2 separate regions of the Xenopus laevis genome follow, and region 1 is linked to region 2. Evidence: chromatin contacts called from public Hi-C data. All regions are on one chromosome and are shown on one strand. Each heading gives the region's core, a stretch centred on a gene start, on an enhancer-like site or on the middle of the called end of the contact. The rest is flanking DNA. Distances are from core to core; before and after follow the strand shown. Region 1 overlaps LOC108702751 (disks large-associated protein 4). Region 2 has its middle 17 kb from the start of tgif2.S.

Region 1 (7,205 bases), core at 1,924-4,423, 50 kb before region 2:
TGCCGTTCATCACCCTTGTCCTCTCCCCTTTATTCACAAAATTTCAGGGACCGGAGCAATGGGGATTTGTGCACAGGAAATTTAAATATCTATTGAATCTCTTGTGCATCCCCAGTGTTTTTGAACCAATATGGGTGTGGTTGGACAGCATGCCACCCCCTAAAATCCTGCCACCCTAGGCCCAGGCCTTGGTGACCTTTCCACAAATCCTGGCCTGCTGACAGAAAATACTAATGACACATAATGGTCCCTGTGCAGAATGCCTCATGTCTTTGTAGATGTTTAGTAAAATATAAAGTACAAAACATAGATGCTCTGCACGATCACATGGAAACATTCCGCACAGGAACTGCAGACAGAAGACGATCCTCTTTCCAAGTGTTCTAATTTTGCAGATATTTTTAGCAAGTGCCTGAATAACATATAAAGCCAGTAAGAGCAGACTTCTTTCTCGCACAACAGGGTGTTAATATGGACCTGTATAAAAGCAGCAGCAGTGCACCCTGCAAAGTTATGGCTTCAGCAGCTAATATTTCTGGCATGGCATTCAAGGAAGAGAATGTTGAAAGCATTAATGCAACCCCTCACCCTTGGACATTTTAATGTAAGGAAATGGGACACCAACCACTGTTATTGCTATAGGTCTGTCATTGGGAATTAGTCCAGGGGAGTTTAATGGCTTAGGCCATTGTTTTGTAAGGATTCACTGAGACAGCTACAGCCTGTAGATATATTTCCTGCACTGCCATATGTTCTGAAATGGAATTTTACAATTCTCAGAGACAGATTGACTAACCTAGATGTTAAAACCAGTTTATTTGCCCCTAGCAACCAATCAGCAACGGGTTACCACTAGGATTGACATCTGCCAGGTATTTTACTAAGATAAAAATATATTAAGGCCGCTGGCAATTGTACTAACTACTAGTCAGCAAGAGTTATTAAAAAAGCAAAAAGTATTAAGCAAATGTACTTGTGTGTTCATATGTGGCAGGTGAGCAATGAGCATTATATGTCTGGATCTACCACAGCAAATATGCTCCTTGTCATTCTACATAGATCAGCTAGAGGGCAGCATAGTTGCAGATTTGGGACTGGTAATTCTGTGGATTTAGTGTGTCTGTACAGGATCTAATATTTATCTATGGGTTCGCTTATTATTGCACTATTCCATTGCCTGGCCATGATAATGCAGCACAAACGAGATCAGGGTAATAGTTAATGATCCATCTAATACAACAAGACTGCTGTGAAGGATACTTAGGTCTTATGCATTAATATCCTTTAAACCCCTATAGCCAAGGCAGTCACTCGAAGATTAAAGGGACAGAGGGGAAAGATTTGCAAGTCTTCACCAATAATTGCTCAATTGCTCAAGTTATGTCTTAATTTTGTGGTTTTGTGCGAAAATCTTAGCAAGAGAATTGGAATTGCTTTTTTTTGTCACTTGTTATTATTCAGCAGAGAGCATTTTGGTCCTTTTTAGTCCTTTTTTTCAGGAGGTACACCTATACTAGTCCATCTTATTTTCAGCCCACTGAAAAGCAATAAATAGTACTGTGGGGAATACGTTATTCTACTTTTGTGAAGGTCAGGTTAGCATCACAGGACCCTCTGATGATACCCTAAACCGTTTGATTTAAGGCATTTTTGAAACCCAATTTTAGCCATCAGTTGCGTAAATAGATGTTAATGGGCCCCAAAGCAAATCATTTTCCAGACCCCTAAAATGTTTAAAGTTTGACCAATGTTTATTTTATTGTATATGAATTAGGTCCTTATAAGGCCCCTGTACCTGATGGGCCCCCTGCAGCCACAGGGTCTGCTTCCTATGTAGTTACGCTCCAGTTAGCCATGACTGCAACCATCAGTTAGCTTCCCTATCTTCATTATTGAGATACACAAACTCTAATATAGAACTCTGTAGGTATACAGGAATCAAGCCTTGTACTTTATCAGACTTACTTTTGGTCTACTAAAAGGATTTAAAAACATTATCAGGGGCATCCAGGGCCAAACTGGGAATGGCCCTCTTCTAGGTGCCTGTTGTCATACATACCTCCACCTCTATCGGGTCCAGTTAGGAGTGAGCCTACATTCTGGGCAGGGGAGCGGCTGGGTTCCCCGGTGTCCCAGTCCAACACTGATGGGGTGGTGGGGGGGGGACATAGTTTACTCCTCTTCTGACACAGAGCCATTTGGACATTATCTGAAAACAGTCCATTAGAATTTTTCCTCTTGGGGAAAATACACAAAAGGACATATTTATGGAAATCTACAAAAAGGCTATATATGCAACTGTTGCTCCACTTCTCTAAGCCTTTACCCTCTATGTGTAGTTTCTCCCATTTTCCTTACCATTCTTGTCTCTCCATATATAATTGCCTACCTGCAACCCACATGCTCCATCTTCCCCTACATTCCATTTTTTTCTTATGTGCCTTCTTCCCCCAGTCTACTGTGTCCCAATCTTCCCAAGTTCCATTCTATTGTCCATTTTTATGGTAGTCATGGGACTTTCTCCCAAGTACCTACTCTTGCTTTCCTCCCCAGTCTTTGCCTTGCATTCTATATTGAACAGAACTTTGGAATAGTACAACAAGGCAAATGCAGGAGAGTAAAACAAAAGGGCATTGCTTACATTTTAAACAATAACCCTATTATCATACACCAGAGGTAGAAAACTGGTGAGTTTACCCCTTTTGTCACCTCCTTCTTTCACAGCTCCCAAAAAATCAGCAGATCACATTACTTGTTAAAACAGACCAGCTACAACAATGACAAAATCAGACAAACCCCAACTGCCCAAGCATACAGTATGTGTCATTTCTTACAGACTATATTGTTAATCCTCTTTTACTTTCTGTTCAGAGAAACGTTGTCCTACTTACTGCAAAACCTGGAAAGGGAAATTAACTGTCAGCTAGGTAGCAATTAGTCATATCTAAAACACTGTAATTGCATATATAATGCCCCCAGATAAGTGATGGTGAGCTAAAAATAAGACATCATAAGCTGCTGGAAGAGCTGTTTTTATCCTCATAAATATACCTACAAATGTACAAGATCAAAACAAGACCTGAAAAGGAAAATTATAACACTATGGGGACCATTCTGAGCAGAGGAGGTGACACTGGGAATACAAAGATAAAATGCTTTGTTTGCTACTAAATCTTAACTCTTCGTTCTCCCAAGCTAAGCACAAACGGCAGCCTCTATGCACTGTTATAGCAGCACTTCAATGAATTGTTTATATCCCATTAATGTCTTTCTGGAAATGACATCTTCTGAACACAACATTCTTGTTGGAAACTAGGCAGAACGCTACCCCAGCCTCTGTCTTCCTTCTATAAATATGTCTTCCAATATAAACTGATATCCTGCTGCTGGCTTTCCAAAACAGCTTTTGTCACATCGATTTTCTAACTTTGCCACCCAAAACAATATGTCTCTTTGTATATGATGTAAATTACACTGCCAGTAGTATGTCCTGGTTTCTACTTTTATTACTCAGGAGCACAAATATAGTAGTTCCCAACTCTTGACCTATGTTCTGCCGTAGGGGGGGATTACAAAACACATTAAGCCGTGCCCTCCGCTGCCCGTTTCTACTGTATGTGTGCTTTTAAATCGCTCAATAAAGGTTGTGTTTTATCAAGACACACACACATCGAGAGGCAAGCCCTTTGTGATCCGTATGTGCGATTTCATTGTGTTTTGGATGCCTATTCCTGCAACCAGAGCGGAAGTTAATCGATCGACTGGCAGCAGGTGGTTGATTGTCCATCTCTTCCTCTTCTATGTCACACGTTTCTCTGTTCTCCAGAACTAGGGGTAGGCAGAAGAGGCATGTGCCTAGGGCACAAAGTGCGTTGACGTGGGGGCAGGGGGTGATGTAGCCAGCCAGGTTGCTGGGGCACCCAGCAGATTCTCGGCCTGCAACCTCCCTTATGCTAGTGCAACAGAGGGGCTAAAATCAGCCTGCTGAAATACACAGGCCGAAAACCAGCCCAACCAGCCTGAAAACCACGTGTTTAGGGCACAACATAGGGAACATAGTATTTGTACCTGGATAGAGAACTGGCTAAAATATAGACTACAAAGAGTGTGGTAAATGGAACATTTTCTAATTGGACCAGTGTTGTCAGTGGAGTACCGCAGGGCTCTGTACTAGGTCCCTTGCTTTTCAACTTGTTTATTAATGACCTGGAGGTGGGCATTGAAAGTACTGTTTCTATTTTTGCAGATGATACTAAATTGTGCAGAACTATAGGTTCCATGCAGGATGCTGCCACTTTGCAGAGTGATTTGTCTAAACTGGAAAACTGGGCAGCAAACTGGAAAATGAGGTTCAATGTTGATAAATGCAAGGTTATGCACTTTGGCAAAAATAATATAAATGCAAGTTATACACTAAATGGCAGTGTGTTGGGAGTTTCCTTAAATGAGAAGGATCTAGGGGTCTTTGTAGATAACAAGTTGTCTAATTCTGGGCAGTGTCATTCTGTGGCTACTAAAGCAAATAAAGTTCTGTCTTGCATAAAAAAGGGCATTAACTCAAGGGATGAAAACATAATTATGCCTTTTTTTTAGGTCCCTGGTGAGGCCTCATCTGGAGTATGCAGTGCAGTTTTGGACTCCAGTCCTTAAGAGGGATATAAATGAGCTGGAGAGAGTGCAGAGACTAAGTGCAACTAAACTGGTTAGAGGGACGGAAGACTTAAATTATGAGGGTAGACTGTCAAGGTTGGGGTTGTTTTCTCTGGAAAAAAGGGGACATGTGAGGGGACATGATTACACTTTACAAGTACATTATAGGACATTATAGACAAATGGCAGGGGACCTTTTTACCCATAAAGTGGATCACCGTACCAGAGGCCACCCCTTTAGACTAGAAGAAAAGAACTTTCATTTGAAGCAACGTAGGGGGTTCTTCACAGTCAGGACAGTGAGGTTGTGGAATGCACTGCCGGGTGATGTTGTGATGGCTGATTCAGTTAATGCAGACATAATATCAAAGGCTATTGTGATACTAAGCTCTATAGTTAGTATAGGTATGGGTATATAGAATTTAATTAAAAGTAGGGAGGGGTGTGTGTATGGATGCTGGGTTTTCATTTGGAGGGGTTGAACTTGATGGACTTTGTCTTTTTTCAACACAATTTAACTATGTAACTAACTATGTAACAACGGTGGGGGTGCACCGGACATGTATCTCTTCTATAGCCTACCCCTAGCCAGGACCTTGCTTCCACTTATTTGAAGCAATCCCCTAGTCCCCTAGGTAGCAAGATCGCTTGTTCACGTGTGCACACCACTGGAAGCACGTTCGTTTGCACGTTCGCACAACGGAGGGGCTTCATTTCGATGAAGAAATGCAAAGATTTTGCATCTTTACACCGAAATCAGCGAGGTTGTGCCAGAGCCACAATGGTTCCATATGGGAACAGTAGAGAAGGACATGTGCCCGCGAGGGCTGATTTTCAGTCTGATTGCACTCCGAAAAGTTTCTCGATGTGCCTGCAACTGGAGCAATGGCATTGGTCTGTGTGCAGGCAGATGAAGTGCATTTGAATGCTGAAATGGGTTAGTATGTATTTTGGTGTTGCCTGCATTTAGACCGACACAAAGGCTCCAGGTGCAGGCACATCAAGAAACTTTTAGGAGCAGAGCCTGCTCCCATGGCTTTACAGACGTCTATGATTTAAACCCCCATTCACAATATAATAAAAGGAAAGTTTACTATACTGCATACTGCATGTATGAATGTGGTCCCAGACAACCGCAAGGGCTGTTGGGACGTTATATGGAAATTAACAAGGTCAGCATTCAACAACTGTATTCACTGGGGGGGGGGGGGTACAACCTACCTTCCTGATGGATAAATATGGCAATTCTATCTACCCACAGGATGAACAGATGGTAGTAAAAGATGGGTTATACATGTGTGTGGCTACTCACTATTGTTTTGATCATTAGGGCAGACCAAATTCTTTTACAATCCAGAGCTGTCAACTTTTGCAATTTACTACACGGAGACAATGCGGTGCGCTCAAAATTTCTGGATTTGTGGCATCACTGGACACATATCTCCCAACATTTTGGAATTAAAAAGAGGGACAAAAAAAAGTTGCTGCTCGTAGTGTGGCGTTTTTTTGAACATGCCCATTTTGTGGCCACACCCCATAATTGCCATGTTCATTTTACATAATTTGGCAGATTATGAAAGTTTGTGGTTTTTTTTCAGTTATTACAGTTTTGCTAATGAAGGTGAATTGCCCTTTAAGCTGTTAGTCTAACTTTTCCCAAGGGACCTGCTATCTTATATTGTTACAATTCTTTGCATATCTCGAAACAAAAGTATCTGATCTGCTGCTGTGGCTGTTCTGGGCTCTCTGCCAGAAGCCAATTAAGTTAGAATCTTTGTTTCTTTTTCTGGCTGTTCAGTGCAGAGGAAAACAGGACTTTACAGTACAAACGAGGGACTGCAGGTTGAGCTGTCAAAAGAGTGACTGTCCCTCTAAAAACGGGATAGTTGGGAGATATGTATGATGTTACGTCATGTGCAAAACCTCTCCTGAAGCTGTCACCACACTGAGCATATAAACTTTGCTCCACTGATATCACTGAAATGTTCCATGCACACACTCGATTTTTTGCTGCAAATCATTAGAAATTGTCAGGGATCATCAGAATTTAGGAGAATGCATCCGAGTAATGGGAAACCGGGGAACAGAGATGAAAATCTGGTAAATCCCCAATAAAATTGGAGGTGTTGACAGCTCTGCATGTCTGATCCCCCAGTGTTTCTCTATGAGGGGCTGTCATATTTGTGCAGCAGTAGTCTGTCAACTGAAGGGTTGAGGAGGTATAATCAGTTCAAAAACCTCAAGTAAAAATTAAAAGCAGAGCTATTAGTGAAAAATGATCAACAGCGCTATAGGTAACTTAAAGGGATCCTGTCATCGGAAAACATGTTTTTTTCAAAACACATCAGTTAATAGTGCTACTCCGGCAGAATTCTGCACTGAAATCCATTTCTCAAAAGAGCAAACAGATTTTTTTATATTCAATTTTGAAATCTGACATGGGGGTAGACATTTTGTCAATTTCCCAGCTGCCCCTGGTCATGTGATGTGTGCCTGCACTTTAGGAGAGAAATGCTTTCTGGCAGGCTGCTGTTTTTCCTTCTCAATGTAACTGA
Region 2 (7,289 bases), core at 1,638-4,137:
GGTTTCTAAGTAGCACTGCTTCTTAGCCTACTCTAAAGGGGCTTTTGAAGATCCAAGACTAGACTCAACCATGGGTACAGCCAAAGTTACCATGCTACAAGAACAGATGTGCCCACATATCCCTAGTTGCCCAATGTATTGAAGTCCTTGCTGCCGACATTGTAACCCTCAGAACAAAATGTTTACATGTTACTTTAACGTGATTGCCTTAGAATATCTTGAATGAAAACGCTGGCAGTATGACAGAGCATAATGTAGCACCTATACCATGCTTAAGGAAATCCTAGTACACGCAGTTTTGAGACCAAGCTGACACTAATGGTACTATGTCTTGGGAAAGATGGAGGAATGACTCTTTAAGCATTCGATATTGTTTCTTAGATATATACTGAAACCACTTATCAGTCGTTGCTCTGTTGGCCCCTATACCTCTGGGCCCTCCAGCCTTTACAGGGGCTGTTTGTTCTATAGTTGTGTCCCTGCTGCAGCCCCGCCCCTCGCCCACAAAAATCGGTTTGTTAAAACACATACCATTAGATCCCTCCATACAGAGCCATGTGAGTGCATTTTCTAGTAGATTCCTGCAGCAGATTGGGTACCTGCGGGTTACTCGCAAAATAGCGTTTAACCTGTGGGTACAACTTTCAGGTGCAGGTACAGACGTGGGCCAGTGGTTCTGCGGGTTTGAAGGTCATGGGTCGGGTGCGGGTCTTCTCAGTAGTGAGTTTTACTCCTTTACCTATGTTTTAAAAACTTTTCCCCTGGATGTACTCCATATCAGTACTCTCCGGGATATCCCCGCCCCCCATGCCCCATCAGAAGGACCCTTCCCAAAGCTTTAAAAGCCACTCCAACCCCCACCATGGCGTAATTTTCTTCTGTTTTCCTTGCTCCATTGGAAGCAATATTTTTTTGGGGTCACTCTTGCTGTGAGTTTCCTTGTGTAGGACTAGGTCCTAGCAGGATTTTCTTCTCCAGAGTATCATTGTTCATTACTCTCTTCCTCTAGGTTGCAGTTGAGATCAGCTAATCCTATAATGTCGCCTGTACATTACTAGGTTCTGCACCTGGAGCAGATAGTATGACAAGTTACTGTACTCCAAAACAGTAAGTTATTACAATATTATCCAAGAGGCTGTTAGAGCCTAGTTCCCTCCCAACTGGGCATTAAGCTTGCTATGTCCCAGAGAGTACGGTTATGGAGTATGTCCAGGGAAAAGTGTATCATACTTACAGTGATTTTCCGTTCCTGGACGTACTCCATATCAGCACGTTCCCATCCCTTCTACAATGGTTGTCTTAAAGCTTGGTACAAAGACGCCATGTTGGGGTGGGAGTGGCTTTTAAAGCTTTGGGGAGGGTCCTTCTGATGGGGGGTGGGGATATCCCGGAGAGTACCGATATGGAGTACGTCAAGGAAAGGAAAATCACGGTAAGTATGATACAATTTTCCCTTTTATGATCACGCCTACATCTAATGATGTCACTTCTAATTTATGACAGCACTTCCTTTCTCTTGATGGTCAGCAGATCGCATTGTGGATAAAGTACTAGCGGGTCCAAGCGGGTAAGAATGCGGGTTGTGGGTCGGGTTTCAAAAATTGGTTCAGCGCAGGACTATTTTCTGAGACTACAATGTATCAACTCGATCATAGAGAAAACAGCAGAGTGGCCGAAGCTCAATCAGAACTTCCTGCTTCTACTTTATGCTGTGTGGTGCCTGTTCTACGGTAAGGATGCACTGTATTGCTCTAATAAAGGAGCTGAGCATCACTTTTAACTCAATTATACATTGGGCAGACATGTCAACTCTTCCAAGAGTCACTAGTTTTGGTAAACCTCTCCAGCTGCCCATAATCTGCATCCAAATGAATGAACTGAGAAGACCTATAAACCCTCTCACATTCCGATATGGGTGGAAGTGCCCTGGGTCGTAGCAGAGCATAACAGTGTTGTAAGACATTTGCTGACAGCAAATGCATATCCATTTGCAGCTTCTTATCTGGTACACAACATAAGATGCCATTTACTATGACACTGGTCTGTCAGGTGTCTGGCTGCCTTGAAGACCTTGCTGCAGAATGCAACGTCAGCAGGCACAAGTCCAGGTCTTACAGCGGATGATAAGGACAGGAGTCCATTGTGGCCGGCATCTGCCAGTGCTCTCAAACGTCTGTGCCAGAACAACGCACAAGTTAGGGTAGCAGGAGGTGGGATGCCTAAGTGCCCCCATACCTCATGAATACAGCACTACCAAGCAAAATTAGTGCTGTATTCACTGGGGGAATACAGGCCTCTGTGCTTTATTATATGCAGCTTACAAAGTGCCAAAAACATGTCAGATCTCAAGCTAACCAAGCAAAGTGTATGAAGAGTGTTTTAGGTACTGATAAGTCAGTAAGAACTGAATTTAACCAGTGCGATCACAATCAACAGGCTGTGTGGAACAAGGTTAGCAATGTCCTGTAATGCTCACGTGCCTCATTTAATCCTATTATAATGGGAATTGGGGAATATAATAAAGATAATGATTTAATGCACCTGCAACTGATAAAGCTCAATACAGAGCAAATCCAACAAGGTAGCACATGTAATGAAAGGAGCCAGTAGTGAGAAACGGTGAGTAATATTACAGTCACCTTACTAATTATTGCCCTCAGTAATGTAAAAGATCTCCATAGAAACCCCATCTTGCCAAGCCGATTGTTTCCCCAGGCAGCTAGTCATGCTTGTACTGTATTTAGCATTACCTTCCTGTGTTGGAAAACGTATGCAGCGATACGGCGTAACAAAGGCACGGATCATTGTCTTTTTTTTGGCTTAAACCAGGGGAAGGCAAACAAAGGAGGCATGAGCCCCCAGTCTGACATTGACAGAATGAATACCCTAAAGCCTCTCTGTGTGTTTACAAAATAAAACCAGCAAGATTGGGTTCACAGCTGATACAAGGGATGTAGGTGTTAAAGGCGTCTTGCTATGTGACTCAATTGTAACCCACCTTCTGTTGCTCTAGCCCAGGGGTCCCCAACCTTTTTTTTTCAGTGAGCCACATTCAAATGTAAAAAGAGTTGGGGAGCTACAAGCATGAAAAAAAGTCCCTGGGGTTTACTCGCAAGCCACTGGTGGGGGATCACTGCTCTAGCCTGTTGAGTTGTCTACAATAGCTAAAGACTGATAGTAGTTAACACATTCCTGAAATTGACACATTTCTTTTAGGCTAATGCCACAATGGACAGACTCTCTGCATATAAGTGCAGGCCGATAAAGAAACCCTCTGGCCATTGACCTGGGTGCAGACACATGGAGCGGACTTTGGCAATGAAATGTACAAGTATGCACTTCTCCACAGAAATCCATTACTCCATGTGTCTGGCCTGATGCATTGGCTCCTGGTGCAGACACAGAAAACTGCAGACATGAGCGAAGGGGCTGCTTTTCAGTCTGTGTTACTCTTTCTGGAATGCACATTGTTAACACCTGCCTGCTAGAGCATAATTCTAAAGATTCACTGTATAATGTGCTTGGGTTCCTGTGTTCACTGCTTCTCAGTGAATGTAGTATGCTTGGGGTGCCAGTACCCAATGCCTCACTCAGTCATTACACACATTGTGTTTCAGTAATCGTGCACAGGGTCAGACTGACCCGGCGGGACACCGGGAAAAACCCAGTGGGCCCACGACCAGACCCCCTCTACCGTTTAATGCTCTTGGAGTGCCAGTAACCTCTGGAATGAAGTGCTGCTGGCCAGCCTGTCATAAAATGCTGGTGCTACATCTGTGTTCTGAAATACTAGGGCCACATTGTGTCTGTCATGAAACGCTGGACCCACACTGTGTCATTGTGCTATGAAAATCTAAGTGCCACAGGGTGTCTGTTATATAATATTGGTGTCATGAAATTCTGAGGTCACACTTTTCCAGTGTATTGTGCCTGTGCGAGGGAAATATATAAAGGAAAAATAAATGTGGCTGTGGTTGAATGGATATGTGATACACAAATGTGTGTGCTGCACAGGGTTGCCACCTTTTATAATTTTTTTTACCGGCTGTTGGGGGGGCGGGACCTCAAAAAGGGCGGGCGTGACGTCAAAAGGGGTGGGGTGTGATGTCAAAAAGGGCTGGGCCACGCGATGGAGACCCGCGGTCGCTAGAAGAGGCAAAGAAAAAGGTAAATTGCAGGGGATTGGGAGCAGGCGAGGGCTCCTTTTGATCTTATTACAAATTTACCGGCAGCTACATTGCCGGTAAATTTGTAATACCGGCCCCGGCAGGTATTTTACTGGCTAGGCCGGTAAAATACCGGCTGGGTGGCAACCCTAGTGCTGCATCTTGACATCTGTCCCCAGATTTCAATCTCAAAATCTGGTAATTGTAGCATATAGGCATAGAGTTGCTGCTTAAAGGAGAACCAAAGCTTAACTAAAGAAGTAGTCTAGAGTTGCTGTACATTATGTTTTAGACTTCTGTACCAACCAAAGGCAACCCCAGCCCTTTAGCAGGGAAGATCTGTGCCTCCAAAGATGCCCCAGTAGCTCCCCATCTTCTTTTCTGCTGAATCACTGCACATGCTCTGTGCTGCTGTCACTTACTGAGCTTAGGGACTGAGCTCACAATAAACAGTACACATACAATATTAATGTCACAATATAAGGCTAATTAATTATCAATATAGATAATTACTACTTGGCAGCTTAGAAACCAGTGCAACTAGTATAGGGATTTAATAATCAGCCTTGTAGCTTCAGTTTATATTACAGGCCAACCTAATTTTCTGTTTAATAATCTAATAACAACACCTAAGCTTATCTTCTCAACAGCAGCTCAGAGCCCACTGAGCATGTGAGTGTTGCAGACACTTACCAAGATGGTGACCCCCTGTGACAGGTTTGAAGTCCTGGATCATTGCTGCTATTGACAAGCTGAAACTTTACACTTCTGCAATCAATCAGTATATAAAATATGGAATTTTTAGCCATTCGTTTTTAGGCTTTAGTTCTTTAAAGGATTTGATGTAAATGCAGACCTCTTTTTAGCTTTTTTTATGAAAGGTTGGGTGCACTTTGCACTGTAAACAGCAGGAAATCACACTACCATGTATATTGCAAGGCCACCAGCCCAACTCCCATAGATCTAAATGCACTTTAACTGAACCGGATCAGTGATCGTATAGTGGATACAATTTTTGAATACAATATAATATACAAAATAAAAATAAAGGAAATGGCGTACTTGTAAAACAGCAAGGAAACATATTGTCACACACACTGAAAATCCGCCAGCCCACCTAAATTACAACAGATAGTTATTACTATATACAGGACATTAAAGGATTTTTAGTAGGGATGCACTGAATCCAGGATTCGGTTTGGGATTTGGCCTTTTTCAGCTGGATTCGGATTCGGCCAAATCCTTCTGCCCAGCCGAAACAAATCCTAATTTGCATATGCAAATTAGGGACGGGGAGGAAATTAACGTGACTTTTTGTCACAAAACAAGGAAGTAAAAAATGTTTCCCCCTCCAACCCTTATTTTGCATATGCAAATTAGGATTCGGTTCGGTATTAGCCCGAATATTTCGTAAAGGATTCGGGGGTTCAGCCTAATCCAAAATAGTGGATTCAGTGCATCCCTAATTTTTAGAACCTAAAATTATGCAATAAAAGCTAAAATACATAAAAAATCAATTAATAACAAAATCTTCCTGAAGTAGAATGGTTGTTGCTCAGCCTGTGGAGGTTACAGCAGCCATCTTGGAAAGCACCATGTGCCCTGCAGGACTTCACTATTATTATGCAATGCAAACTCAGTAAAGTTGCTGCACAGCAAACAATGACTATAGCAGTGGATACACAACTTATTGCTGAGGAGAAATTTATGCTTAGACCAAACACTAGACACTTTTTAATGGACAGAACATTGACTTTGCTCTTACCTTTCTCATAGATCTGAATGCACTGGGGAGGAACCAGCCCATTTGATAACATTTGGGGCTTAAGAGAAGACCCATTACAGCGAAAAAGCCTGGTAAATACTCTCCACTGGTTTAGTCCATGATATGAAACAAGTGTTAACTGATGTCAGAAATCATTTAAGACCCGGTTTGGTCCTAATAAACAGTAACATGAAGATGTTTACGCGTTGCAAGCTAGGTAAGAACGTTGGTACGTGCCATAGGCTTTCCTTTTTCACCAGAAATATACGGTGAAGATCCATATGTATAAATTCTCTGTGTTACAAAAAGTGATCCTATTTGTCTCCTCCTACACACATTTGCCTCTCCCCCAAGCAGCTCTTCTTTGGGAGAGGAACCCCTGGCATCTGTCATGTGACCAGCAGCTGAGGGCTCTTACACATAATCTGCACTCCTCTGCGTTATGTTTCAATCCATTCAGCTACAGGGGAGTGCAGGCCCAGATGCAGGCAATTCTTCTCTATGGTGCTCTCCTCGTGATGACACTAGAAAATGCTGAATGCAGGTGGAAAGCAACACACTGTATTCGGCACTTACAAGCGCCTGTGTGAGTATGGGCTGATTTAAATGAATAGAATGCATTTCTTGCTGCACTCCCCTGCGGTTGAACACGTTAAAATTTACTGCAGGATAATGCAGCAAAAAACTGCCCTTGTATAGGAGCCCTAAAGTTGTGAAAGGCGGAATATGTTTCCAATATGCATATTCCAAAGGGATCATTGGACAAGTTGATTTAATTAGGAACCAGGCCATCTGACCCGATACAGAACCCTAGTGCAGGTTGATATGGCTGCTCCACAATAAAAATATACTATATATGACTTGATGTACTATCCCACAGTTATAGCTCCTTCCCTTGCCGCCATCTTGCCTCACACACACACAGGATCTGACCAGGAAAAAACCCAGACCCTCTCTGCATGAAGCTATTGCCATGGCAGTGAGTCTTCCAACCTCCCTCCCTGGCCCCCAGCACGACTGCAAAAAGAAGAAGGTAGGCGTTGGGGGGGCCAGAGAGGGGTTGTGGCTTGGGAAGGGCATTCGCAATTCTGCCTCCCCCTGCCCATCGCGCTTACCTCAAAATAGCTGACGGGGGTCCGGGGGTGGAGCGCATCGCTAGCGCAGATAGCGAAATTGCACTCTTTGCGCTAGAAAAGCCGAATTTCCGGTTTCATAACAGGAAATTCGGCTCTTAAAGTTACCAGGAGCATCTTTTTGCCGACCATGGTAACCAAAGTGAGCTTTGTGGTTGGGGTGGGAGACTGGGGGGTTGTGGTGGACCTTGAGGCAGCAGCCCCAGGGGGCCCTGGGCCCCCCTG

Evidence for each region. A called contact is a pair of places that touch in the nucleus more often than the background predicts.
Region 1: a contact with region 2 is called in a Hi-C map of the XL177 cell line, with 4 times the contacts expected there. The contact joins two enhancer-like sites. A contact is called at or near these places in 3 of 4 Hi-C or Micro-C datasets (the XL177 cell line, the XTC cell line and animal cap).

The regions. Positions count from the first base shown.
Region 1 is chr9_10S:33,655,934-33,663,138 of Xenopus_laevis_v10.1, reverse strand. All of the region lies in intron 7 of LOC108702751 (disks large-associated protein 4), which reads left to right. Among protein-coding and RNA genes, the nearest start is that of LOC108702751, 54 kb to the left of the region's middle. Within about 2 kb of position 3,173, at least 1 of the 7 cell types and tissues checked has an H3K27ac peak or open chromatin away from gene starts, as enhancers often do.
Region 2 is chr9_10S:33,605,404-33,612,692 of Xenopus_laevis_v10.1, reverse strand. No RefSeq gene overlaps it. Among protein-coding and RNA genes, the nearest start is that of tgif2.S, 17 kb to the right of the region's middle. Within about 2 kb of position 2,887, at least 2 of the 7 cell types and tissues checked have an H3K27ac peak or open chromatin away from gene starts, as enhancers often do.